4 separate regions of the Mus musculus genome follow, and regions 2, 3 and 4 are each linked to region 1. Evidence: chromatin contacts called from public HiChIP or PLAC-seq and Micro-C data. All regions are on one chromosome and are shown on one strand. The core of a region is the stretch at or near the end of the contact, and the rest is flanking DNA. Distances in the headings are between cores, read along the strand shown. Region 1 holds the start of 2610307P16Rik (RIKEN cDNA 2610307P16 gene). Region 2 overlaps 2610307P16Rik (RIKEN cDNA 2610307P16 gene). Region 3 overlaps 2610307P16Rik (RIKEN cDNA 2610307P16 gene). Region 4 overlaps 2610307P16Rik (RIKEN cDNA 2610307P16 gene).

The links. A called contact is a pair of places that touch in the nucleus more often than the background predicts. HiChIP or PLAC-seq counts read pairs in DNA pulled down with a chosen protein or histone mark.
Region 2: a contact with region 1 is called in an H3K4me3 HiChIP or PLAC-seq map of embryonic basal ganglia, with 4 times the contacts expected there. The contact joins the enhancer-like site here to the promoter of 2610307P16Rik in region 1. A contact is called at or near these places in 4 of 115 datasets of contacts at active chromatin or transcription factors (embryonic basal ganglia, embryonic forebrain, large pre-B cells and 1 more).
Region 3: a contact with region 1 is called in an H3K4me3 HiChIP or PLAC-seq map of craniofacial prominence, with 4 times the contacts expected there. The contact joins the enhancer-like site here to the promoter of 2610307P16Rik in region 1. A contact is called at or near these places in 7 of 484 Hi-C or Micro-C datasets (bone marrow-derived macrophages, cumulus cells, liver and 2 more) and 8 of 115 datasets of contacts at active chromatin or transcription factors (craniofacial prominence, embryonic basal ganglia, embryonic forebrain and 5 more).
Region 4: a contact with region 1 is called in a Micro-C map of muscle stem cells, with 2.6 times the contacts expected there. The contact joins the enhancer-like site here to the promoter of 2610307P16Rik in region 1. A contact is called at or near these places in 1 of 15 datasets of contacts at CTCF or cohesin (the NIH/3T3 cell line), 2 of 484 Hi-C or Micro-C datasets (muscle stem cells and uterus) and 5 of 115 datasets of contacts at active chromatin or transcription factors (craniofacial prominence, embryonic basal ganglia, embryonic forebrain and 2 more).

The regions. Positions count from the first base shown.
Region 1 is chr13:28,882,636-28,888,020 of GRCm38.p6, forward strand. It overlaps 2610307P16Rik (RIKEN cDNA 2610307P16 gene), which reads right to left and starts at 2,787. Exons shown (of 8, transcript NR_045054.1): 1 at 2,509-2,787; 2 at 680-942.
Region 2 is chr13:28,497,724-28,503,108 of GRCm38.p6, forward strand. The region is part of intron 7 of 2610307P16Rik (RIKEN cDNA 2610307P16 gene); the gene reads right to left. Among named protein-coding and RNA genes, the nearest start is that of Gm40841, 79 kb to the left of the region's middle. Within about 2 kb of position 3,173, at least 9 of the 459 cell types and tissues checked have an H3K27ac peak or open chromatin away from gene starts, as enhancers often do.
Region 3 is chr13:28,541,453-28,546,837 of GRCm38.p6, forward strand. All of the region lies in intron 7 of 2610307P16Rik (RIKEN cDNA 2610307P16 gene), which reads right to left. Among named protein-coding and RNA genes, the nearest start is that of Gm40841, 120 kb to the left of the region's middle. Within about 2 kb of position 3,154, at least 77 of the 459 cell types and tissues checked have an H3K27ac peak or open chromatin away from gene starts, as enhancers often do. A contact at or near this core is called in craniofacial prominence, embryonic forebrain, pancreatic cancer cells and 1 more, where this site is marked.
Region 4 is chr13:28,605,472-28,610,856 of GRCm38.p6, forward strand. 2610307P16Rik (RIKEN cDNA 2610307P16 gene) reads right to left here. Exons shown (of 8, transcript NR_045054.1): 6 at 3,047-3,157. Among named protein-coding and RNA genes, the nearest start is that of Mir6368, 100 kb to the right of the region's middle. Within about 2 kb of position 2,275, at least 42 of the 459 cell types and tissues checked have an H3K27ac peak or open chromatin away from gene starts, as enhancers often do. A contact at or near this core is called in muscle stem cells and uterus, where this site is marked.

The sequences.
Region 1 (5,385 bases), core at 1,537-4,036:
TTCCCATTGAGATGACGAGAATTCTTAGTTGCATTCCCAGATATGAACAGAAATTAATCGTAAGGTATTCAAAAGGGAATAAGAACTCTTGGGTATCTGCCATGAAGGTTAATCGAATCCTCCCTCGTGTCCTTTGGTTATGGCAAGGCCAAAGCTTCCATTCTAAGAGAACCCACTACACTTTGTATTGACAGTCTACCATTAGAAATGTATGTATTTGGGGGTCACTTCTGGATTTTGTTAACAAAATGAACTGTCAAGATGCATAATAATAATAATAACGACAACAACAACATAATGCAAGCCTGTTCTGTTAAAATAAAATATTCACGGTGGTATCTAAGGAGAAAATCAGCCACAAATAAAATAAGGTATGGCCTGTTGAACATATTGGACTCATTACTGACATAAAACATATATAACTCTACATAAATCAACATTCATTATACGTGCAGATATTGATGAATACGTGGTAAAAAAAAATCAATAAACTTTCATCAGATACTCCCAAATTATCATTCCACTTCAGAAACTATCTACAAAACACAGTCCCCAAGAAGGAAACATAAAGTCTTAAGTCACTTTAGGCGGGCAACAACTCAAAACAAGGAGACAGATCTCCAGTGGCATTAAGTATCAGGCCCAAAAGGAAGTGCTCGTGGGTGTCTAAGAAACATACCTTCTACAAGTAGAGAATTCTCGGGCATCACACTCCAATAATCCACATAAGGAAAGCCTTGTCGAAAATCCCAGCAATTTAACTGAAGAAACTCTAAATGAAGAAGTTGATGCTACTTTGTCCAGTGCTAACTTGCAGCGGTCCTGGCATCTTCATGCTAGCGGCTGGTAGGTATATATCCAGTAAGAGAAATTCGAAGGCATTTCAGTAGAAGTACTCCTGCTAAGTGGGTGACATGACTCTTGGAGTCGCTGGTATGACACCTATACAATTAGAATGTATTAAGGTTAGTTGTCGGGACAGTCTATACACTCCCTCCCTAAAAGAATAACTGTCGTCTTAATTCCTTTCAGTCTTTGACATAAAGATTCAAAGCTCCCCGGCTCTGGCACCTTGCAGAATGCTAACTCTCAGAAGTTAATGCATTGTTTGGATGCTTCCTAGAGTCACCCGCAGTAGGATGAGTTCTGTGTTTGACTTGTCTTGTTAAAAAGTGTCTCCAGGAGCTTGAAGAACACCTCCAGCATTTGGAAACACAGAAGAGGGTGGAGAAGGTGATAAATTACCTTGGTATTTGGACGGAGCCCACAAACATACCTGAAGACCATGAGCCGGGTTTTGTGTTGCAGAATCAAGATAAAGTCATATTTAAAGGCATCCGACAGATAAAGCCAACCTCTGTCCTTTGGACCCTAACTTAGATCTCTAAGTTATCTTTTTTTGTTGTTGTTGTTTAATGAACGCAAGTGGCTGGTAGAGATAAACAACTTTTGGAACGAAGTAGAAAAACAGCAAAAGATAGTTCATATAAAGTGAAGATATTGACTTACTGAGCAAGAACCAATGCAGAAGCATTCCGAAGTTAGGGGACTTGGGAAACAAAGTTAGGAAGCCGCCCTTCACCGCTATCTGGAGGGAACCTCGCTGCTTCCCCGCTGAACAGAGACGAAAAGCCGCCGCTCTTTTGGGCGGGTGTGGCCGATAGAAACAAAAGGTTAAAACACAAAAGGCGGGGCGGAGGGCTAGGTCAGGGGAGCTCGGCAGGCTCGTGGTTCCCTTCCTATTCAGACTGGCTGAGATAGGCCCGGGGGTCGCCAACACCTAAGAGAGGATGGATCCCGACGAGGACAGCAATAGGTCATTCTGGGTGGGTCATTAAACTGAACCAAACCACGGAGGTGAGGGGAGCGGACTCTTAACTAATGGTCCAGGCCCCATCAGCTTCATCTGCGCAGCTCTTGACAGTCTGGAACCTGTGGCTTCCTCAACTGGACCCCAGCCCCCAAAAACTTCCCGGACTCCTATTAATTTGCTGGAACTCCCTTACCACCCAAACCCTGTCTACATTCTATTGTTGCACGCTTCGTGTCTCCAGAGCGCTCCAGAGACAGTGAAGTTTGAAAACGCGTGAGGAAATGACCCCCACCTCTGCATCTTTCTTTTTTTGTGACCAAAGTCAGAGCTTATGTGTGGGTGAGCCTGATCTAATTCCCATTCTTATCAGAACGTTTTCCTCCAATCTACACACAACCGGGGAAAAGCGAGGCAGTATCCAGTTTGGATGCCCTTCTTCTTAGCCCCTCACCACCCCTAAAGAAGAAGCACAAGAGATGAAGGCGTTTAAAATAAACAAAACAATCTGTGCGAGAGTTTAAAAGAACAAAAGAAAAGGAGAACCGGGAAAAGAGATACAATTAAAAAATAATAATAAAAGACAAGAAACAGAAAGAAACAGTCAAACTTGGCTGCTAGATCTATGACTTTGCCCTCGGAAGGGCTGGGAGCAGGGGGACCTGAGGGAAGCAGGACAAACAGGACAAGTCACTCACCTTCTCCCTCCACTTCGTCGCACTTTGAAGGGACATTGTTTCCATTGTTGCAGCCTGCGAGGCGCTAGGATACTTTTGCGCAGCCTGACAGCGGAGAAAGTCGCGTTGACAAAGTTGCGAGAAAGAGATACTCGGGCGTCCAGGGAGCTGGAGAAGGAGTTCATCAGAGTTTCCCCTTTTGTTCCAAGTCCCAGAGCAGACAAAGAGGCGGAGAGCCGCGGCAGGTTTCTCCCTCTCACCCCTTCCTCCTCTCTCCCTCCCCTCCCTCCCCGCCCCCTCCCTCTCCCCGCATCTCCCGCCCGACTCTAAGCCTTGGTGCGCAGCTCCGGCTGCTCTGTCCCCAAGACCAGCAACTCAGTCCCGACCCTCTCTCCTTCCATCTCCCCGAAAACTTTGCCCAGAAGATGCGGGTCTTGGTCCCTTCTCACACCCTTTGAACACCCAGCTTCCAGTCCGCGCTCTCACGCCCGGGGAAATCTCCAAACTCATTGTTTCCGGGAGATGCACCTCTTTGTTTGCACTTTCCCTGCCAATCAGGGAGAGGAGCGGTTCACTTTGGCAATGAGTTTCTGCCATTTCTCAGCATCCCAAGAGATGTAATATGAAGGAGCCAGTCAACCCTTTAAGGTAAGAGGTACAATCATAGGTAGGGCTCACAGATGCCTCTCCATCCATGACCCTCCATCCTATGTACCCTCTTCCAACCAACAGCCTGGAAGAATTCAAAGAAGTTCTAAGTGATGGAAAAGTCTCTTCTCCCTCCCTCATCAGTGCCCACACAGGACCCTAGGGGAAAACCCTCAAATCTGCATGGCAGAGGCCACTAAGTATCCCACAGGGACCTACACCTTGCCCTTGTAGGTTACCTGTTGCTGCTGGTACTATGCCACTCATGGGGGGTGGGGGGGGGCCTGAACAGAGACCACCGGCTCAAACCTCAGAGAACTTCCTCTTATCTCCAACTATATTAACAAGACTCTCAGGTTAACATGGCTCCTTCCCAAACCTACTGTTCCTTCCTAGTTCCCTTCCTTTCACAGCTACAGGGTCTTCCTCCTTCACTTCTAACTCCCCATCCTCTTCCCTCCCCCACCTTCTGGTCCTGGGCAAGCCAGGTGTCTTCCTTGTCTGGGAGTCTCTCAGTCTTTCTTAGAGCCTTCTGAAAATCATCCATCAGTTCCAGAACTGGGGTCCCCACTTTACACCGCAGCATTCAGCTCTCATCCCAACATGGTTTCCCCCCACCCCAGGAACTCAAAGCTGCACCAATTTCCTTTCTAGATCTCACCAGAATAGAAGAAAAGCAGGAAGGTGGGAGAAGGTAGAGGGACACGCAGCCTTTTATATTCAGTCTTCAGGGCAAAGGGGGTTTAAAAAAAAACACTCAAACATTCCAAAGCAAATATTCAACCTCCTGCTGGTGTCCACGCACCTTATATACTCTTTCTCCAAATCTAGACAGGGAAGACCCAATGAGTTGTTAAATGTGAGGGTAAAGAGATGGGGTGAAAGGGGGCATAGGGAGCTGTATTCCTGGCTAGGATTAAAGATGCGAAGAGGGGGTAGGAAGGGAACCTTGCTGGGTCTGGAATGTCATGGGTGTGGATCATAACAAGCACCCTTCCAGTGCTTGCCAAGTCTCTCCCCTAGGGGAGAACAAAGACTCTGTGAGAGGGCTTCCGTTCTGATCTCCTGGGGTCTGCACTGGGCCCAGTGTTCCTCTGTCAGACTGCCAGAGCGCGCACTCCGCTAGCTGTCTGAAACTTTGTAACCAACTTCCTCCGAATTAGCGCTCAAGGTTTGCTGGCCCAAAGAAACCTAGACAATAACATCCCAGAAACAGAGATGCGCTCTCCAAGGTCGGTCCTCCAACCTTGCTAGGTGCCGGTTCCCACCCGAATGCTGGACTGCCCTCTGCCAAAAGGCAAGCAGAGCACACTCAATCCATTAGTTCCTTTAAAAGCAGTTTCTTAAGTTGAGGACCCTGCTGGGTCTGGAATGTCGGGGGGGGGGGGGGGGGACAGAGTTAGGTAGAAGCAACTACTGGAAAATGTAGCAAAGTAATAAAGGATCCACAGGGAAGGGCAAGGACAATGGCTCAAGAGGCTCCAAGAGGGAGGACCAGGGAGCACTAGCAGGGCGCATACCCGCGCGGGTCCCGCCAAGATTGCACGGGTCCCGCAATCGCGCCTGGGATCCTGGCAACACGTGGCCACCAACTAGGGGTCCGCTGGGACCCTTACCTACTGGTGGCACCTACACAGTGTCCTGAAATTGCCCCTTATCTTGCGGAAGTTCAAAAGCCTCTTTTTAGGATAGGAATCTTGAATGCATCACAACCACAAAGAGGAAATATCCCCACCCACTTCTGTCTGGCACATTCTCCTCTTTGTTTAATTATGAGGATCTCCAGAATTTTGTTTTTAGGAGAAATGTACCCTCCCTCTGCAAATAAGCACTTCCTGCCCGCTCATCTTAAATATCTGCGTTAAAGGTCATGAAAAGCCCGTACAGCCGCTTCTGGAAAATACTCCCAATGTGTAGGTCGGGTCACCCTATGTAGTTTCTAACTCCTAAATAATATCCAGTTCTCCAGTTATCCTTACAGTGCACAATACTGCCAATCCTCCCTGGTGGCACACCCCCATAATCCCAATCTTTTGGATGCTGAGGATGTCAGATAACTGAATTCAAGACTATCTTGGGCTACAAAGTGAGCTCCAAAATAGCCTGGGGCTATTCTGTGATAGTGAGCCCCTGTGATGAAATTAAATAAATATATAAATAAATCGATTGATTAATTAATTAAAAAGAAAGATCAAAAAGATTCCCTGGAAATATCTCTTACTCAGGCAGCTCATGAAGGGTCTCAGGGAT
Region 2 (5,385 bases), core at 1,923-4,422, 380 kb before region 1:
TAAGACTTTCTTTCCTAATAGGAACTGTAAAAATCTTCATTGCATAGACACAGGCCTCTGCTGCATGCTCTCCTTTCTGGCAGTCCAGGGATTGATTCTGCATTCGCCTCCCTTGCCTTTCTCTGCCAGGGCACCAGAAGCATCTTTCTCCCTACGACTCCTTAGAACACAATTTGGAAAAACATTTTTTAAGAAAAATTACCCTAATTTTTAACATCTTATATTTCAAAAAATTATTTTAAAGTGGAAGGGTTTAGGAAAATAGATACTAGAGAACCTGGGGATGGAGACATGGCTCAGAAAAGCCCTGAATGATCTGACAGAGGACTCAACTTCAATTCCCAGCACCCACATGGAGACTCACAACCATTTGTAACTCCAGTTGCAGAGGATATGACCCCCTTTTCTGGTCTTCATGGGCACCTGGCATGTACATGGTACATAGACATCCACTGAGACAAAGCATACATATAAGAGAAAAAATAAATAAATAATAATTAAAGAGCATGGCTTGGTAAAACCAAGACTTGCCCCATCATACATCAGAGGTGTGGTAACCTCCTATAATGACAAAGCAGGCATTCTTGGCTACACTCTTGGCCCATGTCTTTCCTATTTATGATCATTAAAGGCAAGGCAGCCAAGGTAAATACAATGTAGACATCGGCAGCAGGAGCCTGATAAAGATCAAGATAGCAGGGCTGCTGACACAGCAGACAGGACCATGCAGGAGACAGAACTTGCCTAAGAGTTCTGACTGAAAGAATATTCCCAGGACAAGCTTTCTGCTTGAAATCTCAGTGCTCTATCTGGTCATATACTTCCTGTAGCGAAGAAAGGTTTGCTTTGTCTTAGAATAATTCAGAGATGCTCCTCATCACTGGAGCTAGATTGAAAGCTAGGGGAGAATTCACTGTCATGTATGTCACCAATAAGAAAAGAAAAGCTAATGGGTAACTTAGCAAAACGTTGACCTATGAATCCTGAGATGAGAAAATGTCATATGGCCCAGAGATGTATTCATATAAAGTTTGGGAGAATATTACTGCCTTAATCAAAGAAAACTGATAATAGATGCATGATAGATAGATAGATAGATAGATAGATAGATAGATAGATAGATAGATAGATAGATAATTTAGCACATCTACACTGGATATGAACAAAGAATTCTACTTTTACTTAAAATGACAAACTGGATTAGCTTTGTCTCCAGTCCTCCTACTATCCATGTCTCTTCTACCTAGTGGAGATAATAATACATGGAGATGTGGCAATATCATTATATTAAGGACAATGCTTTCACTTTGGGTTCTGACCACCAATATAGTGTTTAATGCTTTCTTTTGGAGCTATAGCTGGTTTTATCTAATCAAAAAAGGTAGCTACTTTTTAATCTATTGAATTTAAAACGTAAGTATGAAAAACTATAAATATAGCTGCGTGCAATGTAGCCCAATGCCCAACAATGGAGTATTATTGTTTGTACCCTAGTTTGTTTATTATTATCTTTCATTTTCTTTTCTGTATATGGTTATTTTACCTAAGTGCTAACATATGCATTCTTACTGTCCTTGGTGGACAGAGGAGCATGTCAAATCTCCTGGAACTGGAGTTACAGATAGATGGCTGTGAGCTAGCATATGAGTTCTGGGAACTGAACCAGGGTCTTCTGTAAGAGCATCCAGTGCTCTTAAACTCTGAGCCACCTCTCCAGACCTGTATTCTAGTTTCTAATTCTGAAAACTATCTTAACAGCTCCAGTCACAATAGCTAGAGTCATATGCAGTTATATGTTCTGAATTAGTTCTTGCAAGAAATAAAACTTTTACTGGTTAAAAGCTGACTGCCAATATTAAGTAATTCTACATGGTGTAGCACTTCTACCTGCGTTTTCTTGATCCAAAACACAGATAGCTATATTTCAACCCAAAGACAGATTTTAGTATGGAAACTTAGATATAGGGATCAGGACCAACTATTGTTCTCCTTGAATGAAATCGTCAAATTCTGTATATTATTGTGAAGCCATGGGTGAGAATCTGAAGTCTTTAAATGTAGTCTGCCATTCTAAATCACATTAACTTCTAAACAAGACACAGAAACAAACATTTACATAAAAGGTCAAGGCTATAAACAAAACCCTCAGCTTTCCAATTCAAGTTTTAAGTCATATATGAGAGGGTTTGGAGAGAGAAGAGGAGAGGGAGAAATGCTACATTTATATTATAACTGAAAACCAACAACAGAAAAGGTACACTTTCATTCCCTACCATGTAAGCGCAGCTGTCTGTAAATAATTTTTTAACTCAACAGCAAAACAAATACTACGCTGCCTCTAACCAACAGCATTATCAATAATAATCCCTTGTGTGTAAGATGGTCTAACTTCTGTTTTCATTACTTTAGGATCTCATGAAGGCAATATATAATCAGTAAAAATCATACTTCCAACTTTGAATTCTACCGTTTATCAGGCTAGGTAAATGACTTTGATGTTGTCTTGAGCAATGACAACAAACAATCCCCCCTGCTGATACTTCTGTTGACCACCATGATCATTAGGGTGAACCACACATACTCTCAGTGCACTGTGTTAATAAGTTATGATGCTAAGGAGGTTGGGTGGCTTAAAGTCATTTGTTTGTTTGTTTTGCCTTACATCATTTTTAACTGGCAATGGTTGTATCAAAGCATAGTTACACAGTACACTGAGAAGGACCTGTAGAGCACCCAGGATACTACACACTAGTGATTGCTTAATGGGAGAAGTGTAGAAATATTCAGACATGATTGTGCAGGATATATCCATATAGTCTTGAATTATCAAAAGTTGGGGAAAAAATCAAGAGAGGGAGAAGAGAAGGAGGAAACAGTGCCTTTTGCAATGCTATGTATAGCATGTCCATGAGTTATCAAGAGAAGCACAGTAGTAATTAAACAGGACAACCTCAAAGGAGGAACAGCTATCTTTCACTCATAAATGACACAGAACATTATTTCATTTCATTCCCGGTGTTGTGATTAAGATATCCTGACAAAAAGCTTCATGACCTGAGTTCGATCCCCTGGAACCGAAACCCACAGAATGGTCAAAGGAGAGAACTAGTTTCACAAAGCTGTGCTGTGAACTCCACGTGCATTCATGCACAAATGTTCCACCCATCCACCTACCCATACATACACACCCAGGACATGCACTCGCTCACTCACACCCACGACAATTATAACTTCAACAAGTGATATGAGCATTCAAATTTGGTGTTGCAGATTTGAAACCACATAGACATTTCTATAGGTTAGTGCTGGGATCATGGCTGGTTCTTCTGTTTCCATTTGACTCAAAGCCATGGTGTAAGTAACTGACAATTAAAAATCAAGAAAAGTCCTAGGCTCTGAATTAGCATCTTAGACAAGGAACTTCTAGAAATACACAGGAAACACCTCTTGGGGACAGATTATATAAGAGACAAAATCTGTCATTTAATTTTCAAGCAGATAAGATAATTTCCTCCTGATAGGGTTTCCCATAAGTGATTTCTGAGGCTCATGAAAACCCTTTGGCCACAGGTTCTTCTTGAGGTTGGCTCTGTTCTCAACATGTTCTTTCTCATTTGACATTACGAGGAAACTAGGCTACTTAATGACAGTACCAAGGGACCTTGTGGGAGTGCTACAAAGTTCACAGCTCTCAAACTCATCTGGTCCACTCTAAAAGCCAGTGACTGACTGCAGTGCTTCGAAAGCATCTTTACTGGTCAGGGCAAAATGATCTTCTCTGTGTATGCCCTATTGTACCTCTGAAAGACTTCCCAAGATTTAAGTGACTTGAGTGGGAAGAAAAATATTTAAAAAACAAAACAAAAAACTAAAACTCAAATAGAAAGATGAGCACCACCGATCTCATTTTGAAAATGGACAAATAGCTCTAAAACTTAGACAAGCAATGGAGGAGAGCCAAGATCCTAGTCCTCTGACCACCTAGGTGACTTCATCACCTCACGGTATTTTAACGACATTAACAGTAGGACATGGCACAAACACTTAATACAAACTCATGGCACACCATTCTGGAGGGAAAGCAAGCAGTGCACAGTCGGACTATATTTGTTAACTGATTTCCTGGGTTTATCGTGAACTCCATCAACACAGGGAAGAATAAACTCTAAAGGGTGAGGGACAGACGGGGTCACAGGTAGAATTTGTGTAAGGAAAGTACAAATGATCAGAGAAATCCACACAAGTTTTACTATTTACTAAGCATTTGCCCTTCTAAGGATCTTTGAGCACTTCTCAAACTTTCAAAGGAAAACAAAAACAAAAAACAAAAACAACAAAAAAAGTATTTTCCTCAGAGGGATAAAGTTTACTGCAATTGAGGCTTTAGATGGGGGGAAAACTAACTAAGCTGGGAAGCGCCTAGAATGTGCTCACAGTAAAGAAAGCATGTGATCACTTTCAGAGTGGGCTCTGCACTGGGACAGTCTCTCCCAGAGAAACATGTGCCCCTGGGGGAGGGAGGTGGCCCCTGAGGGAGGGAGGTAGCCCTCTCTTCTAGGTTGGGAGGAGGCATCCCAGCCTGGGAACTCCCCTGCAGCAGTGTGTTTTGGTTACACTTCCTATCAGCAAGCAGACAGGAAGCATCAGCTGACAAAGAGGCAAGCAGAGGCCAAGGCTACAGCAGACAGCGCTTTTGAGGCCTGACTTTGAAAGAGCGGAAACCATGTGGGAATTACTTTACTATTAAACAAAAAGGCTTCAGGTGGCTTTACATTAAAGGAATACTGGCAGCCACAGCCCAGGTCTCTACACTCCCCACCCACCTTCTCAGAGCCTGCTCTTCTTTTCTGTTTAAATTTTACAAGCCCTGTGACAAGCAACGGAAATTCCCTAAATATAAATTAAGCATTGTGTGCTCTCAAGATACTCTTGTTGGCACTCAATCAGTAGTTTGGTATTAAAGTCTATCAGATGGTTATTTGGGACAAACTTCACATGTGTGTGCACTATGTGAATATACCGTACCCTTAATCATTTCATTCTCGATCTGTGTACAGACTCCCTACTATGTCCACCATCATAAATGGACACATCTCTGCTTCATCTCACGGGGCTCCAGGCCTCCCAGACTACATCTCTCCAGAGATAGAAATGGTCACTCTTAGAACAGGCTGGATAATGGTTACGTGAACCTTGGGACAGAATAACTGAGCTCACTTCCCGCTTCTTGGACTCAAAGACAGGAGGTCTTTCCACAGCACACTGTTCACCAATCTGGCCACCCACCATGTGTTCCCACTGATGTAGTGTGAAAGGGAGGAGTAAGGAAGGGGAACACTAACAGTGTCAGCTGAGAAGGGCTAGCTAGGACCTCACCATCTGAGG
Region 3 (5,385 bases), core at 1,904-4,403, 340 kb before region 1:
AAGAGTTGACTTGGTTGTGGTTTCTGTACACAGCAGGAAAACCCTAACTAAGAGAGATAACACATAAAAATTGGGTGGGCATAGCAGAATGCCTATAACCCCAGCTGAAGTCAGAAACAGGTATCTGGAACAACCTGGCTGGCTAGAGTAGTTGATTGAGGATATATATCTTTGCTTTCCTTGTAACCAAATACCCAGGGAGACACAATTTAAGGGGAGAAGGGCTGGTCCTAGCTTATGGGAGATTATTCATTATGCTGGGAAAGACATGGAAGTAGCAAGGGGCTGAAGCGACCACCTTGCATACTCAGTCAGGAAGCAGAGGCTGAACAGGAAGTGTGGCTGGCTATAAAGCCTCAAGGCCTGCTCCTTGATACCTACTTCCTCCAGCAATGCTCTGCCTATACACAGTTTTACAATGTTCCAACCAGAGACACAAGCTGAGGACCAAGTGGCAAACCCCTGAATCGTTATGGCACATTTCACATTCATACCACTCCTTACGTATTTGGTCAAATGGTTGTTAACACAAATGATAATTCCCTTCAATGGAGAAAGGACCATTCTCAACAAATGATCTAAACTGGATATGAATATCCAAAAGAACCTTATACAACCTTTGTCTAATAGCATGGATGAAAATTAACTCAAAATGGATCACAAACTTAAACCTTTCAAGAAAAAGTCCAACCAAATCTTTATGATGTTGAACTTGGAAAGCATATTTTAGACATGACACCACAGGCACGAGTACTGGCAATAACAAATACAGACAAATTGCACTTCATGAAAGAAAATTTAAAACTTTCTTCATCAAAAGACAATTGTAACCATGTGGAATGGTAACCAAGGATAAAACAGAAACATTAACAAACAATGCATCTGATCAAGTATTAAAAGTTCAGATTATAGATTTATGACAGCTAAAATGCCACATGAGAGAACAACTTGAAAGAAAAAAGGATTTGCAATGATCCTTCTTTTATAAAACCACACAGGTAAGCACTCACACATATGCTTGTTGCTACTGCAGAGGACTCGGGTTCAGTTCTCAGCAGCCACACTGGGCTGCTCACATGTGTTTGTAATACCCACAGAAATAAAGCACCATCTTCTGGCCTCTGTGGGCTCCTGCACACTCACAGAAGGCACACATACACATATACATAATTCACACACACACATGCACACACGCACATAGAGTCAAAAGGGCTCATCATTCAACTTCTATAACTAATGTAGTTAATTTCAGAGACAAAGAGAAGAATGGTTGGCCTCGGGCCCTGGTGGTCAAGTGGGAATGGGAGTTAATGTTTAACAGTTTCTATCGTGAAAGAGATGCAGTTATGGGGAGGACAGGGACAATGCTTGGTTCCATGACAATGTTAAGTACTTAATGCCACTGAACATTTTAAAGAGCTTGCAGTGGCCAACGTTACGGGCCATATAAGTATAAGAGGAAGAGAAGAAAGAAAAGACTTCAAGGGAAGGAAGGGAGGTGGAAATACAGAGGAAAAAAAGAGGAAGGAGAAGGACGCCAGAAGGCAAAGTAGGACTAAGATGGTCGGGATCAGAATCCGTCCACGTTCTTCCACAACTTTGGAGAATGGGATGGAGAGCCACACCTGCTAGCATCAGGAGTGACAATTCGTCTTCTGAGAAGAGAAACCTTATTATGCATCATGAACCTACAATGAGATTCCTAAAACGGACCCAGTGGATATACAGAGACAAGAGAAAGTATATATGCACTCTACTTTTGAATATTTCTTCTCTCAGCCCACCATCCACCTACTAAGCTGCACATATCCCCACATAAGCAAAATCAGGAAAATGGCAATTATTTGGATGGTGAGAGTATTCCTTCAGGCAAATGCTGTTTCTGGAATAATCTAGCATAACAGGATTCATCCTGGATACAGAGCAGCACTACACTGACACTAAAGTTTATGATTACTGTCACAGCAATATTTTCCTACACACACTAATAAACCAAATTTAATAAAATAAAAGTAGTGTGCTCAAGGATATAGGGAAGTGATATTTGAAACCCAGGTCCGGCGTACTGCTGAAGCTAGAGGGTACTTTGTCAACAGAGGCTGACCAAAATGGAGGGGCATTAATCAATGAGAGGAAAGGGAAGTAAGTCAGCAGAGATGAACACACGCAGAGACCCCTGCTATGACTCTGCTGAGATACCCCATAAATCACACATGATACCTGAACCCCAGTGTGTGGCGACTGATGTCATGTCCTGTGAATGCCCTTTTTGATTCTCTTTAAAGTTGTCTTTAAAATCTAACCTTAGGAACAAAAAAATCAAGGACTGGGGATATGGTTGAGTAATTGAACATTTGCCTAGTATGTTCAATGCCCTGTGCTACCTAAACAAATAAGAATCAAAAGATTACGAATCAAAGCACAAAGAAGAAATTCTCACAGAGAAAGGCTCATGATCTGATTTTTTTATCATCTCTTTTTCTCTAAATCTATCAAATGAGTAACACAAGCAAAAACTAATAATCACCATCCCAGGAAAACTGGAAGCCTTCTTCAAACACAGTAACTTTCCTGAAAAAGAACATCCTACAGATGGCGTCTGCCTTCTAAAATATTATAGATGACACAAAGAAAAACCAGGCTCTGAGACGGATCATCAGATCGTTTGGTTCTTAATAGACAGCTGTGGCTAATGTGCGCCTCAGCCCACATTGCAATCCTGACGCACACACCCTGGCGCTGAGGTTATCAGGCAACTCAGTGAAATGGGACAGAAAACCCCCCAAGGAGCCAAAGCTCCGGAATCTGCTAGACTCATTTCCACGCTCACCCGGGAACCCAGAAAATCACTTTCAGATGCAACCCAGGACAGAGGCTGCCTGCAAGGAGAAGCTTCGATGTACACAGTCTTCCCCAGCAAACCCCCCCGCCCCTCCCCCCCCCCCCCCCCCCGTTTTGCCCTTCACAGCTACCAGTCTTTTTTTTTTTTTTTTTTCTGGAATTCACAAACTTCTTCACAGCAAAGCTTTCTTGCAAGGCTGCTGACTGCCCATCTCTTTCTATCCATTCAGTGCCTGGAAAACACAAGAAGGGGAGACAAAGGGCAAATGCCAGTCTGTGACCTCTGTCTGGATTTAGCGGAGCGTGATGTGTGAATCAGGTGTGTGGAATGGAGGTTTCCATGGCAACGAGACTGCCAGCCAGGCAAGGCTTCACATACTCTTTCTACCATGGTAATAAAAACAATGAGGCCACCTGAGGGACCTCAGCAAAGAGTGAGGCAGCCAAGTTCAGGGTTATCGAGTGACTGGGCGGACCTGGGTCTGCATGAGGTCTACCCACACCCTTAGCACTGGATTCTTTCCCATCAGTGCCTACTGAAGTCCACTCACCACCTTTTGCTGGAAGATGGCATGATCTCTCAGAGGAGTTTCTTGAAAGTGTTATGTAGAAAGGGCTAGGGGAAAGTGTGTAAGCAAAGATTCAGCTATGCCCGTCCACACATTGAGCTATTTTGACCCACTTTGATACTAGGTGCCTACTTGACAGAAGTATTTCCGCTTTCTGGAAGCTTCTTTGCCTTACCTTTGAGTGTGTGTTTGATTTGTACTCTCAGGCCACTAGGAAAGGATCCTGAGCTACATTTTGTGTTTCAGGAATTTAAAATTTTATACTAAATTTTGGTTGTGTAAACACTAGAATTATTCAAAACTTAAAGAAAAAAAAGCAGCTTGTTTTTAAGGCCCAAGAGTTGGATTAGCAGAAGGGAAAAGGGCATACAATTTTAATGAAATCAAAGCTTGCCTTGATTTGTGGGGATGCCCAGTCTATGTGGGGCCCAGGCTCTGAGATGGTTAACAGGTCAGCAGCAGGCGGGATCTGAAGGAAACTGGAAGACAGCAAATTACACTTCCTCTCCCCCCACTGTTTTTAGCTCTGCTCTTGAAGGGTTTCAATTCCTTCACAGCATCACTCCACAGGCTGAATAAAAGTTCCTCCTGCTACTTGGGTTACAGGTCCTGCTTCAGCAGACTGTGACAGGCCCTGCTGTGATCAGCCTGTCCTTTCCAATGCACCAATGGAATGTGTCTCACCACACCTGACTGGCACCCGGAGGCCACCCTCTGCCTTTCAGACAGCTCCTCGTGGTGCCCTAGGATATGCCCACCCCAGAGTCTGATTTACTGCACCAGCTACTCCTCTGTAGCTTCAGCCACTGCAGTTCACAGTGGCACTGCACATCCAGGCAAATTCAATGAATTTTGGTTGCTACAGAACCCCTTATCAGCATGAGATAAGCACAAATATTCCAGGTGATAGTGAACCATGCACAATATTGCACCCTGTGCAGTCATGCTTTTCCTATATGTGCTTGCCCACTGTGTGCACACACCATGCTCCTCCTAAATGTATATACCCACTGTGTGCACACACCATCCTGCTCCTATATGTATACACCCACTGTGTGCAAACATCATTCTGTTCCTATTTAGACATACCCACTCTATGCACATACCATTCTTTTCCTGTATGTACACTTCTACTCTGTGCACACATCATGCTATTCCTATCTGTACACACCCCTCTGTATACACACTATGATTTTCCTATCTGTACACACCCATTCGGTATATACACTATGCTTTTCCTATAAGTACACACACTCTGTGCACACACCAAGCTGTTCCTATATGTACATTCCTATGACAACATTTAACTTTGAGTTAGCATAGTAAGAGATTAACAATAATGGATAAATTAGAACAAATACATTTTATTTCAGAATATTACTTTTAGGAATGCCTGTCCCCCTCCTTTTCTTTGCTTCAGTTCCCCCCTCCTCCCATCTCAAAGGATCTTAATTCCTCACTGCACAACAACAATATTTTCAGACCATGGTTGACTACACCAGATGGAAAACTTGGAGTTTAAACTCCAAGTAAGTTTATTCTTTCTCTCACCTGGTCTCTTTACTTACAGTTTCCTACACATAGCATGTAACCATTCCTTAATATTTCAGCTAAGACATTGTTCCTTTTCAGGAAGCCTGTCTCTGAAATTTTTTACAGCTCCCTTGTCCTTCAAGAGTATCCAGCACTCTCTGGGTATGTCTGGGAGATTGTTTCCAGATGCTGAACAGAAGAGGACCTATCCTGATGTGGTCAGCACTGTGCCATTAGGTAGGGCCCCAGATCAAATAAAATGGGGGGGAAAAGAGGAAGCCAAAAGAATACTTGTCATTGCTACAGACCAGGATGCTCCACAGACTTGCCATTCCCACCCACCATATTGCATATTCCTCTAATTATGAATAAGAAAGTCTCTTCCTTTAACATGCCTTTTATCAACAATGGAAAAAGAAATTATATATCACCCAAGACAGAA
Region 4 (5,385 bases), core at 1,025-3,524, 280 kb before region 1:
CAGAAGGTATCGTCAGAAAAATGCATTGGTCTGAAGAGTCCTGTCATTCTGCTGCCCCAAGACTCAAGTGAGAACAGAGTCTCTGAAGCACCCGACTGCTCTTCCAAAGGTCCTGAGTTCAAATCCCAGCAACCACATGGTGGCTCACAACCATCCGTAACAAGATCTGACTCCCTCTTCTGGTGTGTCTGAAGACAGCTACAGTGTACTTACATATAATCAATAAATAAATCTTTCAAAAAAAAAAAAAAAAAAAAAGGCTGGATCTATAAGCTCCCCTAACCTCAAGGGGGAAAAAAGAATGTGACCAAAATAACCATATGAGGCATTATGTTAATGCGGGAGATGCCACAGGAAATATTTTAGTACCCTCTACAACAGATTCACACCCTAATAGAGAAGATAAAGTTAACAGACAATTATAATTCAGTGCTATGAGAGACATCACAAGGATAAGCACACCATGTAAAAGAAGCATATGGGAGAGGGAGAGGCAGGGTGCTCAAGTAGAGCTCCCTAGAGGAAGTGACCTCACCCCCCAAGGCACACAGGCTCTGTATCCACTAGGGTGGCCAAAACAATGATAGACAACCACATGTGCTGGGCAGGCAGAGACCAAGTTGATCCCCCATACATCAACAGTGGGAAAATAAGCTGGTAAGACCTCAGAGTGAAGGTTCTACATGGCCCATCAATAAATAAAGTACTTGCTTTACAAATGAGACGACCTGAATTTAATCCTCAGAATGCATGTAGAAAGCTGGGTATTGTGGTATACATTTGTAATCCCAGCCCTAGGAAAGCAGGAAGAAGCAGATGCCTGTGGCTCCGGAGTCAGCCAATTTAGCCTAACACTGTGATTCTCAACCTGTGGGTCCTGACTCCTTTGGCAAACCTCCAACAATATTTACATTTCGATTCATAATCATAGCAAAATTACAGTTATAAAGTAGCAACAAAAGTCATTTTCTGGTTGAGGAGCTGTATTACAGGGTTGCAGCATTTGGAAGCTTGAGAGCCTCTGAAAGAGGCTGTCTCGAAAACAAGGTTAATAGCACCTGAGAAAGAGACTCAAGTATGACCTGCACACATGCATGCATGCACACCCATGCACAAAGAAGAAAACGGTTTGACAGCATCTTAAACTATTTAGCACAGAATTATCCTATCACCTATCGACTTGACACTTGGGTACACACAAACATGCACAAGAATGTTCATAGCAGTATATTCAGAATGGTTTTAAAAGTAGGGGCATCTCAAGTACTCTTCAAATGATCAATGGAACCCCCCAAAATCCAAAAGAAACCAGTGTCACACTCCAAAATCAGTCGCCCACTCAGTAAGGAAGGAAGTACCCACAATGCTGCAACAGACAGACAGGAACAAGCTTGGAAAACCACACACTGTCTTAACACCAGACACAAAGGTCACAAGTCATGTGATTCCTGCTTCTATGAAATGTCTAAAGGAGAGAAAATCTAGACAAATGATTTAACATTGGAAGAAGATAGGTAGGTAAGCACTAGCAGATACATCTCCTTTGAGGAGATGGGAAATGTTCTAATGATTTACACAGAACATTTGTAAATATTCTGAGACCTGCTGAACTCAAAGCTTCAAAATCATGAGGAATCCAAGTTTAGCTTAGTGGTAGAGTACTTGTCATGCACGAACAGCACCCGGGGTTCAATCTTAAGCACCATTCAAGAAAGAAAAAATTATAAGGCATATGAATTTTCTCTTAAGTCAAACTCATCAAAGAAAGAAGTGCTTAGCAGGCAACAAAAAAAGGGGGGGTGGGTGTAATTAACAGGAAAGGAAGAAAGAAAACTACCCAGGCTGGTGAACAGCAAAGAGAAAGAGGAGGATAGGCAAGGTGACTTCACAGGTAAAGGTACCTGGGTCGCAAGCCAGAAGATCTGAGTCTGATCCCCAGGGCCCACATAGCAGAAGACAGCAACAGAATTCTTCAGGATTTCTACTGAACTCCATATGCACACAGTGACACATGCACACATACAAACACACATGCATACATACGTACATATATACATATAAATATATGTATACATACATATATATACATACAAACATACATGCATACATAAATAATTGTGATTATTTTATTTTAAAAAGCAAAAGAGGAAAGGGATTGAGGAGCCGAAGAATGGGACCTGAGATGTGGCTAGCTTGCCACTGGTGACAAAGGCGATGTACGAGTGCATGAGAAGAGAGGGGAGGGAAGGAGCCAGCTACAGCTGCTGTTTTGGCTAGCTGAGTGACTTGACAAGGAACAGCCCACAGCCAGAGCAGAATGCAGGAAGTCAGTAACAATCCCAGGGAAGAAAAGGAGAGAGGAAAAGTGGAAAATAAAACACACTTGGAAATTCCTCCCTTCTACCCTTTACAAAAATATTTTCCATGTCCAACAGTAGAGAACAATTTACTTGGGCTGTCTGAGAAGGGACCCCCGCCCACTCAGTCCCTTGGATCCTTGAATTCTTAGGGTGTGAGCAAATCTACATTCACTTCCTGTTGCTTTTTAAAGCAATGTTTACATTTTCCAATGCTTTCTTAACGTTTCTCAGCTTCTTCAGAGCCGCAGTGGGGTACCCCTTAGTTTCTTTTTCTTCTATTTTATAATATTACAAGCCCTGTAAACATCATAAGTGGATATGAAGACACTTACTATGAGAATTTCAGCAATATTTAAGTTCCCTACATCACTATAACATACAAATTTCTCCCTCTTTCTTTAAATTTGTATTTTACAGTGATTTTTATTAACCTTAAGAAACCAAATTTGAAAAAACAAAAAACAAACAAACAAAAAAAGAAACCGAATATGGGGGCTGGGGTTGTAGCTCAGTTGTAAACCATATGCCTAACAATCAGGTGGCCCTAGAATTGACATTTAGCGCTATACATGTGCACCAGAAATAAATCTATTCAATGGATTGTATATCTCAAAGCACACATATTTTTATTCCCATGCTTCAGAAAACAATTGACTCATATTTAAATAAACGGAATGAGCTTGTACCTTCGGCTGCTAACACCGACAGATCCCGAGTCTGAAGCTGGCCATGTCAAAGTGTCTTCATCCTCACCCGGAGCTCAGCAAACAGTGGCAGGCCTCCCTAGATGGTTCCACCTGTGGGGGGGAAAGCCACCGTTTTATTATCTCCTGGGGTGGGGGGCAGCGTCTCAGAATTACAATTGAATTGAGTAGGTAACAGGAGTGTGCCACATACATGCACTAACCTTCTGTAGTAGAGTGGGTCAGAATTCTTAAAAGAATTCCTAATTTAATTGTCCTATTTGTTGTGATCTTCAGTGTGCCTAACTACAGATGGGCTGACCACATGCACACGTGTGTGTGTGTGTGTGTGTGTGTGTGTGTACCACTTATCATGCACTATAATACTTTCAGGCAGGTGTTCTTGAGTCCATGGATAAGGATCCAAGAGTACACTGGGACTTTAAAATGTGATTTCTGCATATCAGACACTAGCTAATATTTATAAGGCTTGTGTGGAACAGATAGATCCCTTTCACACAGAACTTCCTTTATTCCTTATCCCAGTGCCACACCTGTAATCCCAGCAGTTAAAAGGCTGAGGTACAACTGCAAGTTCAAGGCCAACCTAGGCTACCTCACCAGACCTCCTCTAAAATTAAAAAAAAAGATAACAGGAAAAGAGGTGAAAATTGACAGTGGGGATATGTTTATACCAAGGGATTCTGGTGAGTTCTGAATCACACTGTATGTGCATTTTGACATCATTTGCAACACTAAACATGTGTGGAAATCCTGAAACCAAAGGGCTGTGAAGAATCGTAAATGGTTAATTCTCATTCTGTGGCACTTCTCGGAAACTGTAACTGTAGTCCTAGATTTAGAAAGCTATCTAGTCATGGTAGAGAGTAAATGGAGATGCAATCCTGGAGAGGAAACACCGCTTAGGCAGAGTGTCAGCAAGTGGGTCCATGTTAGGATGTCTCCGAAATTCTCTGATGCCAGGGTTTCTGATGCCTGAGTCCCGTAACCATGGACACAGTGGGTGCTGATGCTATGGCCAGCTCGAGCATAGTGAGCACTTTGGGCATGATGGGCATGGCTCTGGTAGGCTTTGCCCTCCTGAATTCCCTCTGCCTTGCCAAAAACTCATTAGATTCCTAAAACTGGCCACCAAGGTCCATTCCCTCATTTGGTCACTTCCTCCTCCTCCCAAGGCTGACTGCCAAGGACCAGCTATCAAGGTACTGAACTCAGCAATCAGACACCCCCTTTGGATCACCTAACTGACATGCCCAATGAAAAGTAAATACCTCATGCTCACACAGGGTTTCCCATTTTACCTTTATAAACTGGCATTTGCCTATGGGTCATGTGTGCCTCCTCTCTATCCAGAGGCAGTCCTTTGTTCTAGCCTGGGACAAATACCCCTTTACCCTTCTCCTTTCCCCCTTTTCTCTCCTCTTCCTTGTTCCCTTCCCCTTTTCCATCTTCCTCTTTCTCCTGTCTTTGTCCCTTATCCCTGCCTTCTGCCCCTCTAGGCCAAATAAATGTCCTTTGTGCCCGAGAACTTGGTCCTCAATGCCTTAAGCCGATTGGAAGTCTCCCTGAGCAGATGATTGTGACTCCGCATTATTGACAAAAAGAAAATATATATTCCAAATTCTCCTCTTTCTGGTTAGTCTCTCATGCCTCGTTTTTATAGGCTCTGGTTGAAACCTCACCTCCCACTGCCAATTGGTGTCTCCCTTCATTTTATACTTTGTTAATGCTCATATATCTTTGACAACTCAGCATTTATTAGGATAACAGAGAATTCAATTTGTCTCTGCATATCACCCAAAGAAAGGAGCAGGTGATTAATAAAAATGCATAATGCTTAACACTCTATACAAATGAAATGTGATATACCACTGACTTAACTGGAGGGTCCCTGGGGACAGAATAGACTGAAAAGTCAGAAACATGATGATGGAATGCTAGTGTTCACCCTGATGTCCCACCCAAACCCATAGAAACTTGAGACTCACTCTTTTACCTGTGTAGACCTCTACAGGTAAGCGTTACAACACAGAAGAAATACATGAAGAAGAGAACAGAAGAAAAATAACCTCCCATTCGACAAGCCTGGTAGAATTATGTCATGAAAATGCTGGTGCTACCTAACATCATCTTCAGAATGACGCCAAGCCATTCTTCACAGAACTGGAGAAGCACACCACTGGAGTGTGGACGTGCAGGAGACACTAAGGCAATCCTGCGCAAAATGAGGTCCGTTCATTCTGCTGCCTTGTTCATCTCTTTCTTCAGTGTTTGAAAGCTTTGCAAAAAGTATGAATGGGGCATCTCTGTATTCTCTGTTC